2 separate regions of the Mus musculus genome follow, and region 2 is linked to region 1. A link is a contact called in public Hi-C data. All regions are on one chromosome and are shown on one strand. The core of a region is the stretch at or near the end of the contact, and the rest is flanking DNA. Distances in the headings are between cores, read along the strand shown. Region 1 has its middle 20 kb from the start of Camk1g. Region 2 overlaps Gm31870 (a long non-coding RNA gene).

Region 1 (2,719 bases), core at 156-2,655:
TACTATCTCCTCTGTTTCTTTATCTCGTCTTCCAAATAAAGAAAAAGAAAGACCACCTGAACCTCTTCTTGAAGTTGCCAGGCCCCTGGGGGCTCACCAGCATCTATATGGAAGCAATCCGACAGCTGTTAGACCAAGGCAGGGCAGAGCACACAACCCTGTGGCCCTGAGCTCACCAGGTTTGCTTGGCCGGGGGAGGTGAGGAAGGATATGCCAGGTACCCTTCCATCACTAGAACAAAATGCCCACAACAAACAGCACAGAGAGGGGGTAAATTTGGCCCACGGTATCACAGGTGTCAGGCCATGTTCACTTTGGCTCTGTTATTTGGGGCTTGCCAGGAGGCAGAACAGCATGGTAGAATGTGTGTGACAGAGTGGCCTGGAAACAAGACAGGTGTGAGTTCCAATAAACCTTCAAGGGTATGACCCCTGACCTACTTCCTCTGTAAATCTCCATCACTTCTCAATAGCATCATCAGGGACTAAGCCTTCACATAGGAACTCCTGAGGTGTAGTTGAGGTCCAAACCATAAGAAGTCCTATCACACAATAATGCTTCTGGAGGCGCAGGTTCTCAGCTGCCGTGTTCCTCCGTGCATGGAATCGTGGGAGTGTGCCCACTGTACCGCTTAGGTCTGAAAAGAATGGGGTTTCAGGCTTCTCTTCCACTCTCTGAGCTGACGTGCTTATTCTGTGGTTTTAGTTCCATCAGGGCCAGTGTCTATTCACCATGCCCCAGGCAATAAGGAAGAAGAGCCACGCAAGCACAGTGGGCACATCAGGGAATACGCTCACCGTGACAGACGTTACCCGAAAGCTACACTATGGTGTTCTTTCCACGGAAGAGCCTCTAAGGAGAGTGGGCAGAGAGTGTGGCCAGTGCTGGTTTGTATCAACTCTACCGAGCATGTCATCACAACAATGCCAGCAAGAAGAAGGAATTCCATTCTGGGAGAAGCAGAACCGGGCATTAGCCGTGATGAAAGGAAAACAAGAGACAAGAGGAAACTGTCGATCTGCAGAAGATGGGTACCCCAGGGAGGCTCCTGTCAGACAAACAGTTTCCTGAGCCCCCATAATTCCCTGCCCTGCCTCTGCACTGTTATGGGAATGTTACACCTCGAGAAGACAAATGGGCCCACACGGGGGATTTTTTTTTCTGCCGTTTTTGTTTTTATTTTTGATTACAGGGGAGGAAATCACTTTTGTTTTCTCTTCTTGCCAGTTGACTAAACATGACATCCAACCCGCAGGCTGAGCAAACAACTTCACTAGCCATGTGAGAGATTAGACAGGACAAGAGCCTGGGGTATTCTTTCCCAGAATGAGGAAAGCCCAGGCTGTCTGGGCCTCTGAAATGTGTGGCAATCATCAGAAAGGAGCAGCTGTCAACGCTGCCTCCTGCCCCCGTGGGGCCACCAAGCCACCACAGTCTTTATTTAATTGGTTTATTAATCTTACAGTACAGTGCTGGCTTCTGTCTCATTGTCCCTCCCTGGCTAACTGGGCCTAGACTTTGTAAATACGTTTAATTAAGCTCCAAAAGCCACAGCCCTTCCCTTCTCAAGGCTGCTGTCTCCCACCAGGAGGGAGAATGGCTGCAAAGGAGCTAAACCAACAGCCTGCTTCCCTGACCATCCACTGCCATCTGGGGTGGGATACAAGGAAGGACTTACTGAGAGAAGAGGTAGGCCACTTCACTTCATATGAGTATGGCTGATCTCTCAGGCCATGGGGAGACTCTGAAACTCATTTAGAGTTTCAGAAGATTAGGAAAAGACACCCACAAATTTCTGCATGCAAAGCTCCCCTTGCCCAGCCTCACACTTCAGTCTGAGAAGGAGATCTGCTTGTCGGAATGGCCTTTACTAGAGAGCCCAGGAGGCACCGCTCCCACCCTGGGAAGGAAGTGAGGGGAATATAAAGCCAGGAAGGAAGGTGAGATTATCCAGAGAGGGTCCAGGGGAAAGCACACAAAACAGGGTCCATACAGCTGCAACTTTACAGCCAGGTATCCACCCGACTCACCCAGGGAACTAAGCCAGAACAGGTGAAGACCAGGGGGCCACCACAGTACAGGGTGCATGGGTTGTGAAAAGATGCTTTCTGCTGCATCTGTGCCTGAATGTGCATCTGCTGTGGCCCCAGGAGGGGAGAGAGGGAGAGAAGAGGAGGGGTAAAAAGAAGAGGGGAGGGTGGGTAGGTGAGTAGGTAGGCGTGGGGATGGACCTGTGAGGAGGACTGGGACTCTGTTCACCATGACCGACGTTGTGGCTCCAGAAAGCTATGCTGAGTTACTGTTTCCACGGAAGAGCCTCTGAGGAGAGTGGGCAGACAGTGTGGCCAGTGCTGGCTTATGTCAACTCTACAGAGCATATCATCACAATAATGCCAACAGGAAGAAGGAAAGAACAAAAGAAAGTCTGTCCGTGTGTGATAAAGACAATATGCTCAATAACTCATGCAGGCTTTCTTTATCCATCTGTTTGTTTTCACTAACGGGTGTCCACGTGCACACAGACAAACAACCACAAACATTAAATACTCCGTCTGGACATTTCTAAACATCTGGATGCTAAACAGCACGTTGACCCTGGCTGACTGTCTCAGAGCAGCAGTCTAACCCAGACTGAGGACCAGGACTCTGCCTGTAGACAGATGTGCAGAAAAAGCCCAATGTCCTTGTTCCAAATCACCTGCACAGTGCTAGGGATGTC
Region 2 (2,700 bases), core at 185-2,684, 330 kb before region 1:
GTTCATACCACCTCCTCAGGGTGGACCAGAGATTAAATATCTTTTGCAGGGACAGAATGTCCAGGAAGACATTGTCTAAACCCTCAAGGCCTCTAGATACCTCATTAGCATGGAGAACTCTGCTCTGATCAATATGACCTACTTAGGGAGTGTAGTCACATGACAGAGGACTGGTCAGAAGCCGGTGAAGCTCCTACTGGCCTCTCTGTGTTCCAGGGCTTCCAGCCTGATCAGCCTTAACAAATTTCCTGGCACGGTCCACTGCCCCACAATGAGTCACAGGGTCTCCTGAGTTACTAAACATTTTTACATTTACTGTCACCTCCTAGCTCTGCCATGAACCATCTTGACAAGACTCATCTGTGAATAATTATCATAGAGTGAGGTCAGGAAGAGCAGAGGGTGTGCAGGCACACCTGCAAAGGCAGTCACTGAGTTTAGGGTTAAGTCAAGAAGTTGTCTTGCACCTAAGTAGAGGTGGATTTAAACAAGATGTCCTGTTACAGGGTGATATCACAGTTCTAAGAAAGCTCATTAATGAAGTAGCTCCAGAGAACACAAGTAACCCAGAGTGGTGGTACGTATCTGTCATCACACCACTCCAGGGGACTGGGTAAAATCCAAAAGGGTTATAATAAAAGGCACAATAGAAAGGACTGCAAGAGAGCCTTCCAGGGACAGAAAAGATCTGTCCATGGTCTAACGAAGACCTCATGCAGGAAGAGAACTCACAGGACTTCAGATGGATAGGATTTCAAAGAATAAAGAGGTGGAGTGAGGGATGGGGGTGGTGTTAAAAGAATGCTCCTGATGAATGTAGCAGCATCAACCAAGGTAGGAGGAAAAGAAAGATGTTGATAGTTGAATGTCGAGCTTTGTTTCATGCACACAGATTCAGGGGAAGTATACATTAGAGGCACCACTCAGGGGAGAGGTGCATGTGAGAGAGAGCCTGAGGCTGACCTGGAGGAAGGCAGAGGCTAACTGCTTCTAAATAAGAACTGTCAGGGAAGCATTTTGATACTGCCAATGTCTTTAGAGTCTTGATCAGGTTCCAACATTCAAGTGGGAAATAACAGCCTACCCTGGGAGGTGATGAATCCGAATCAGTGCAGCATTGAGCTCAGCTGAGTAGATGCAAAATTCATTATGTCTTCTCCTTTCTATCCCACTCACAAATTGCATTGTTCTGAATTTGAGGGTCAGTTACCTGCCCAATGGCCTGGAGTTATATCAGGACTCTACTGGTAGTGGATCTGTAGATCTCTTGGTCTTCCCCAGGATCCAGTGAAAGGCACAGTATAATGTATCCAGTAAAGGTACTGTGAGCTGGGTCTAGAAACTGGCTCAGTTGGAGGCCAGAGGCTCTGTACCACTAGCTATTTATCTAAGTGTGAGAAACTTACTGCTCCACAGCTTAATCCCAGCTGGCCTAGCCCTGCATACCAGAGGTTGCCTGGCAGAGCTGCCCCCACCCCACCTCCCTTAATCTCTCTCTCCAGAGACTCATTTGGGCTGACCAGTCCTGTACTTGACATTCAGGAAGCGTGCTCCCCCTTCTGCCTCCACTTTGTGGAGCCTGAAGGGTGATTTGGAGGTGTGCAGCCCTTTATGTCCTTCCTCCCCCTTCGGCTGCCTGGGCTGGGAGTCTTTTCTTGCTCATAAGAAGTCTCTAGCAGCTTCATCAGAGCCATTGTTGAAAAAGAGGAGTCTTCACATGCACAATGGACACCTGACGACTTGCCCTCTCCGTGGACGAATCGGTGCTTAGAGAAGTCTCATTATAGCCCTCACACACTCAGCCCCACGGAAGAGCGAAGTCAGAGGAAAAGAACAATTCTGGCTTGCAGTTCGCTTTTGAAAAACCGTGGCTGAAAAAAAAATGCCTTCATTCTTCACTAATGGGATTAGAGGGAGCCATCCACCCCTCAGTGCTTCCTACCCTCCTGTCTTTTAGCAGAGTCCTTTGCAGACATGTAGGTCATCAGTCCTCTCTTCTCTCATCTAACTAGGGTTGTCTCACCTCCTCAATAATCAGAAAGCACCCAGCTCCAACCCCAGCACCTTAGCATCTTCAATGAGAGAGCACTCCTGCTCCCACTCCTCCTCCTCCTCCTCCTCCTCCTCCTCCTCCTCCTCCTTCTCCCTGCATTGTCCTCCCTTTCTCTCTGTTTGCACACCTTCTGACCTACTCCTATTAGCTCCTGGGCACCATGCTGGACTCAGTGTGTGTGTGTGTGTGTGTGTGTGTGTGTGTGTGTGTGTGTGTATGTGTGGTGTGTGTGTGTTGGGTGGGAAGGGGTGATGCCCCAATCAGTACCTGGACCCTGTGCAAGGCTCAGTGAACGGACGAAGGCATGCCCCTTTCTACTGTAGTCTATTCTTCCTTACTATTCCTATGTATCAGGGATTCAACTAGACCTCTTCACTGTAAACAACTAAATCTTACTGAAGTTTATACCCTACATCATGTAGCTGGTATCCAACCCATCAGATATGCTGTGACATGTCCAGACAATAAGGGTAGACATTCCCTTATGGCTGCTAATTGGGAAATATTTAATTCTAGATGTTCTTAACCCAACCCGTTGCAAATGGCAGCACTACAAACCCTCATGAATTTGTTTATTTCTTAGTGTTCATTTGCTTCTTGGAACAGACAAAATAAGACCTGTTTGAGATTAGAATGGGCATAGTGTC

What was found. Hi-C and Micro-C count contacts between places; a contact is called where the count stands out from the background.
Region 2: a contact with region 1 is called in a Hi-C map of muscle stem cells, with 3 times the contacts expected there. The contact joins two enhancer-like sites. A contact is called at or near these places in 3 of 39 promoter capture datasets (the SN4741 cell line, liver and stem cell-derived epiblast-like cells), 1 of 15 datasets of contacts at CTCF or cohesin (the NIH/3T3 cell line), 1 of 484 Hi-C or Micro-C datasets (muscle stem cells), 2 of 115 datasets of contacts at active chromatin or transcription factors (the NIH/3T3 cell line and embryonic stem cells) and 1 of 9 other capture datasets (adipose tissue).

What each region holds. Positions count from the first base shown.
Region 1 is chr1:193,388,452-193,391,170 of GRCm38.p6, reverse strand. No RefSeq gene overlaps it. Among named protein-coding and RNA genes, the nearest start is that of Camk1g, 20 kb to the right of the region's middle. Within about 2 kb of position 1,405, at least 12 of the 459 cell types and tissues checked have an H3K27ac peak or open chromatin away from gene starts, as enhancers often do. A contact at or near this core is called in muscle stem cells, where this site is marked.
Region 2 is chr1:193,719,540-193,722,239 of GRCm38.p6, reverse strand. The region is part of intron 3 of Gm31870 (a long non-coding RNA gene); the gene reads right to left. Among named protein-coding and RNA genes, the nearest start is that of Gm31870, 65 kb to the right of the region's middle. Within about 2 kb of position 1,434, at least 9 of the 459 cell types and tissues checked have an H3K27ac peak or open chromatin away from gene starts, as enhancers often do. A contact at or near this core is called in muscle stem cells, where this site is marked.